Regions from separate parts of the Capra hircus genome. Here region 2 is linked to region 1. Evidence: chromatin contacts called from public Hi-C data. All regions are on one chromosome and are shown on one strand. Each heading gives the region's core, a stretch centred on a gene start, on an enhancer-like site or on the middle of the called end of the contact. The rest is flanking DNA. Distances are from core to core; before and after follow the strand shown. Region 1 has its middle 16 kb from the start of POC1B. Region 2 has its middle 84 kb from the start of CCER1.

Region 1 (2,700 bases), core at 18-2,517:
CTGCAGCAAGAGAAGCTGTGGCGATGAGAAGCCCGCACACCACAGCCAGAGAGCAGCCCCGCCTCTGCAGCTGGAGAAAAACCTGATCAGCAATGAAGACCCAGCAGAGCCGAAAAGAAAGGAAGGAAGGAAGAACAGCACCACACATGTTAATGTCACAAAGGTATGAGCCGCTGTCTTTACGACAGCTGTCAGCCTCTGAAGCTTCTACAGTGGACGGAGAGATAGAAAGACAAGGTCAGGTTTTTGGCCTGAGGAACCAAAGGAATCAACAAGACCATACTGCCACATTGGCAAGGTCCAGGGTTATAAGGGGAAAAAAAAGAAAAGTCTTCTGGAGGGTCTAAGGAGACTCAGTTCAGCTGTTGGTTTAGGGGTCAGAGCTCTAAGTTCCGAGGGGGCAGACAGCTCTCGTCTGGCATTCCGACTCTGATCAGTTGATCTTGGCTGCCTAGACCAACAGTCAGGGCTTCTCAGACTATATGCAGGATTAATGGAAAGGATGCCCCGAGCCAGAGAAGGTGTCTGCCGTTGATTGTGGATTGAGAGGGGAGAGCACGTGATTCTAGAAGTGTGCTCTTTTGCCTGGAACATTGCTTGAGCAGGGTCCGCTGGGGAGGACTCTGGAGGTCCTGACTCAAGTCTGAGATGAAGGTAAGCCCCCGGCTTCCCAACCTGTCCAGGACCGTCCTTGACTCAGCACTGAAGGAATCCCCTCAATCTCAGACACACCCCAATTCACGTCACACGCTTTTTCTACCTGACAACCCTTAACAAAACAAACAGCAACCAAGAACTATGAACTCAGACCAGTCAGGATGACTGGTTTCTTTCTTTCTTTTTTTCAGTCTGTGGAAAGGCATGGATTCTGGCCTACTGTAATGTGTTGGCCTGTATATCCCCTAAATTTCCCTTCTCCTCACAGCAGCCAACGGTATCTCAATTTCTCAGCGATTTTTCCCTGCTCTATCCACTGGAAGTCTTAGCAGGAAACAGATGGCACTCTCAATGGGGTTTAACTGAAAAGCATTGCGCACAGGGATTATTTACAGAGGCGTGGGCAGGGTTAATGGGGCCGACAAGATCTAGGGAGACACCCAGGGATTAGCCCTCAGCCCCAGAGAGGAGTGCAGCTCTCGGTGTGCTGAGAGCTGAGCTGCCCAGGGAGACCCACGGCTGGGAGCTGGAGCCTTGGCCAGCAGGAGCCCAGGGAAGGCGGATGCACCCCCGACCTCGCCCGCCTCCTGCCCGCTGGCCTCCTGCCAGTGCCTCCGGTCAGAGGGCAGGGAAAGCATGCCAGGCGCCTGGTGCAGTAGCGGTCAGACTCCAGGCCCCAGAGCCTGGCCAGAAAGGACAGAGAAAAGAGCTAAGAAGAACCAGGCCAGGCCGCCCTGCTGTCACTCAGCTTCCATTCTAGTCCTTTCCTCCGCTGGAGAAAGCAGCTCAGGTCCCCAGCCATGAGAACACTCAGTGTCATCACTGGGGGATGACGGAGTTCGTTCCTGCTTCTTCCTGGATGCTAAACCCAGCAGGGCGCGAGGAGCAAGTAGGGACAGCAGGGTCCAGCCGCTGCAGCCCCAGGCCTGAGCAGATGTAACGTGACCATCCTGACTTCCTTCTCCCGCCCGCTCTGCGCATGATGCCCTGACTCTCAGCTAGCACCCTGGCCGTGAAGGCAGTGCTGACCTGAAGGAATGAGCCAACCCTTCAATTCCTCAGGACCCAGCCATCATACTCAGTGCCCTGTCATTACGGAGTTGCTCTGGTCTCCCATTGACCATGTCAGCCGCACAGGGAGTGTGATAAATCCCATGGGCTCCAGTCGCAGCACTGTCCCCATTTGGTAGCAATCCAATTTCTCCTTGTTAAACAGAATCAATCACACTGGCCCATAGAAACACCCAATGCTTTGCCCTTAATTATGGCAGGCACAGCCGGAGATGGCCACGGGGCATTTTCAGGGCTGAGCAGTGGAAATATGCCTCCCTGTTTGGCACAAGGACCGCAAACTCACTAGATACAAAATGTTTCAGGGACAGGAAGATAACCTTCTTGAAGAGGGTTATTCAGGGAACAGTGAGAGAAGCCACTTCCGCCTCCACCCTGGGTGCCTACAGACATATACTCAGCACCTTGTATTGACCACTGATCTGACCACTTGATGAACAACACTCCAACCTCACACCAGGTCGTCTCCCTTGCCACCCCCTTCCATAAACCAAATCTCCAATAAGTCAGACAAAGACAAGTACCATGTGATATCCCTTATACCTGGAATCCAAAAATAATGATACAAATGAATCTTAAAAATGAACAAATGAAATTATTTACAAAACAGACACAGATTTAGAAAACTAACTTGATCCACCAAAGGAGTAAGTTTGGGGGGGGATGGATAAATCAGGGATTGACATACACACACTACTATAAATAAAATAGATAATCAACAAGGACCTAGGGCTTCCCTTGTGGCTCAGCTGGTAAAGAGTCTGCCTGCAATGCAGGAGACCTGGGTTTGATCCCTGGGTTGGGAAGATCCCCAGGAGAAAGGAAAGGCTACCCACTCAAGTATACAGTCCATGGGGTCACAAAGAGTCGGACACGACTGAGTGACTTTCACTTTCACTTTTCATTGTAAAGCACAGGGAGCTCTATTCAATATCCTGAAAAAACTTATGCAGGAAAAGAATCTGAAAAAGA
Region 2 (2,700 bases), core at 31-2,530, 1.4 Mb after region 1:
TGGAAACTTCTCTCCCAGAAAACCCTGTGCTTGGAAGATATTTTTCCAAATAAGAGGAAGCTTATTTTTCATGGACTTATTTGCACCTAAGATCCAGTCTAGGGGATGAAAATCAATATACTAATGGCTCAGTTGGGCTTCCCTGGTGGCTCAGACAGTAAAGAATCCGCCTGCAGTGCAGGAGACCTGGGTTCGATCTCTGGGTTTGGAAAATCCCCTGGAGGAGGGCATGGCAACCCACTCCAGTATTCTTGCCTGGAGAACCCCCATGGACATAGGAGCCTGATGCGCTACAGCCCATGGGGTTGCAAAGAGTCTGACATGACTGTGCACAGCATACAACAAAGGCTCAATCATTTTGTCTCACTCAGAGTGACAAGGTAATTTAAAGTAAAAACATATTTATCTGACAAGATCATGCTATTTACCTGGAATCCACGAAATATTTTGACAAAAATAACTATCTAAAGAATATATGTTCTCATGACCCACTTGTGCTTGAAGCATGTTTTTCATTTTTTATGTCTCTGAATTTCCAAAAGAAACACATTCTCAATTGGAAAAAGTAATTTATGTCAAATTCTTCTAATTTCTTATCTCTTAGAATCCTCCCTCTACCCTCTATTTTAAAGAGGCCCCTGACTTCTTAAATCTTTAAAGCCACAGAAGAAAGCCATTTCAGTGGTTACATTAGAAAAGCCATCAATCATACAACCCCGTTAGAGATATCAGTAATCTCTAGCAACTATAGAGACTTGCCTTACACACAGCAGGAAATATGTAACAGATTAATTTCTTGGAAGATGGTAGTGGAGAATAGTTTTTAGGCTTGACTGGTTTGGGGACTGAGCTTTTTCTGATTTGGGGGAGGAGGCAGAGCGAAAAAAAAAAAAGTCTCATGGAAGCCCAGAAATGAATATCTTAGCCCTAAAGAGTCACCTGGAGATATGGAATTTGTGGATGGGGGTTACTGAATTCATGTCAGGATATGACATGAAAAACAGTAAGGAGGGAAGACAAAAGCATATCTACTTGTACGTTTTTGAAATGTAGGTCACTTTCTTCAGCTCACCTCTGTAGACTACCCACAAAAAAATGTTCCTCTCTCTGTTTCGATATTCCCTTTCCACCTAAAATGGACTACACTGCCATCTACCTCCTGTGTATATATTCAGGTACAATGATGGTTCTCAGCTGGGGAGGACTGGGCATTCCCTCTCTCCCCAAGGGACATCTGCTAATGTCTGGAGACATTTTTCACTGGAACACTCAGGGAAACTACTGCCATCTAGTGGATAAAGGTCAGAGATGCTATTAAATATGCAAAAGTGCCGGAGAAAGCCCTCCCCATCTGTAACACTCATCTGGCTCATAATATCAACTGAGGTTGAGAAACTGTGAGAGAACGTTATAAAATACTTGTGTGCCATTTGCTACACACTAGACTACGTGTTTTCTAATTCACCATCTTATTTCCACTGGCAACAGATCAGAGATATTTTTGTACCTATTTCACATTTCAAAATATATGGACCTTCCCATTAAACAAGGAGGTACTCCAAATGCACATTAGAAGAAAAAGTTGACCACATAGTATAGAGTTGTATATGAAGATATACAGCTTAGAAGAAACTCATGCACAGAGAAAGAGGAACAACAATTCAGCTTAGCATTCTAAGACTTCAAAACTAGCACCTGAGTGTCATGGGATGTTGGACAATCCTGAGCATCGCTGCAACCGCAGTTTCCAGATAACACATGTGCATTTGGAGTACCTCCTTGTTTAATTGGAAGGTCTATATATTTTGAAATAAAAGGGCATGGATTATATTTAAATCTTTGTTTTTGCTTTCCAATATTTGCTTTCCTTCTATTGTCTTTTTTTAATCCAGATGAATGGCCCTTACTTATCCCAGTGCTCTACCTGTAAACCTGGGAGATATCCTAAATGTCTTGCTTAAATTTTACTACCCTTCTCCATAAAATCACCAAGGCCTGGCAATTCTACCTCCTAAACATGGCTTATATTAATTACCTCCTCTCTATTCTCACTGACACTGCTCTGGTTCAAGCCATTATCACCTTTTCCTTACAATATCCATTCATCTACTCTTCTTTCATTCAGGTATTTGATCATTACCACAGACCATTATTGAATACATATCATATGTTCTACCAATGTGAGTAAAAATAAAATCAAAACAGAATTGTTACTCTCAAGAAATTGTCATTATGATGGAAAGAAAATAAAGTTGATACCAGAAATTACAATTCTAAAGTTTCCCCTTATGGCAAAAATAGATACACATAGGCAATTAGGGAAGCACTTTGAAGCACCAAAACCAGCTTAGAGTCAGGTGAGAATATCTGGAAGATGCAATGGCCGAAGCAAAACCTATAGAACCACCAGGCAAGGCAAGGAATAATGTACTGTAGATCATATTACTGGCCACAGCACTGCTCCCTATACCCACACGTTTTGCAATATGACTGTCGTTCCTCCCACAGAAGAGACAAAGTGTATTTCCACTCTTCTTGACTTTGGATACCTACGTGTAATTTGCTCTAGTCAATTATTAGGCAGAATTTTTGGTAGTTTTGAGACTGTGCTATAAACGGTCTTAGGTGCTTCCATTTCCCCTCTTGTACCTCTTCCATCACTATGGAAAAAAACATGCCTGCAGGATAGCCCATATGCCC

Evidence for each region. A called contact is a pair of places that touch in the nucleus more often than the background predicts.
Region 2: a Hi-C map of liver shows a contact between it and region 1, with 13 times the contacts expected there. The contact joins two enhancer-like sites. A contact is called at or near these places in 2 of 5 Hi-C or Micro-C datasets (blood and liver).

The regions. Positions count from the first base shown.
Region 1 is chr5:19,186,669-19,189,368 of ARS1.2, forward strand. No RefSeq gene overlaps it. Among named protein-coding and RNA genes, the nearest start is that of POC1B, 16 kb to the left of the region's middle. Within about 2 kb of position 1,268, at least 2 of the 5 cell types and tissues checked have an H3K27ac peak or open chromatin away from gene starts, as enhancers often do.
Region 2 is chr5:20,564,216-20,566,915 of ARS1.2, forward strand. No RefSeq gene overlaps it. Among named protein-coding and RNA genes, the nearest start is that of CCER1, 84 kb to the right of the region's middle. Within about 2 kb of position 1,281, at least 1 of the 5 cell types and tissues checked has an H3K27ac peak or open chromatin away from gene starts, as enhancers often do.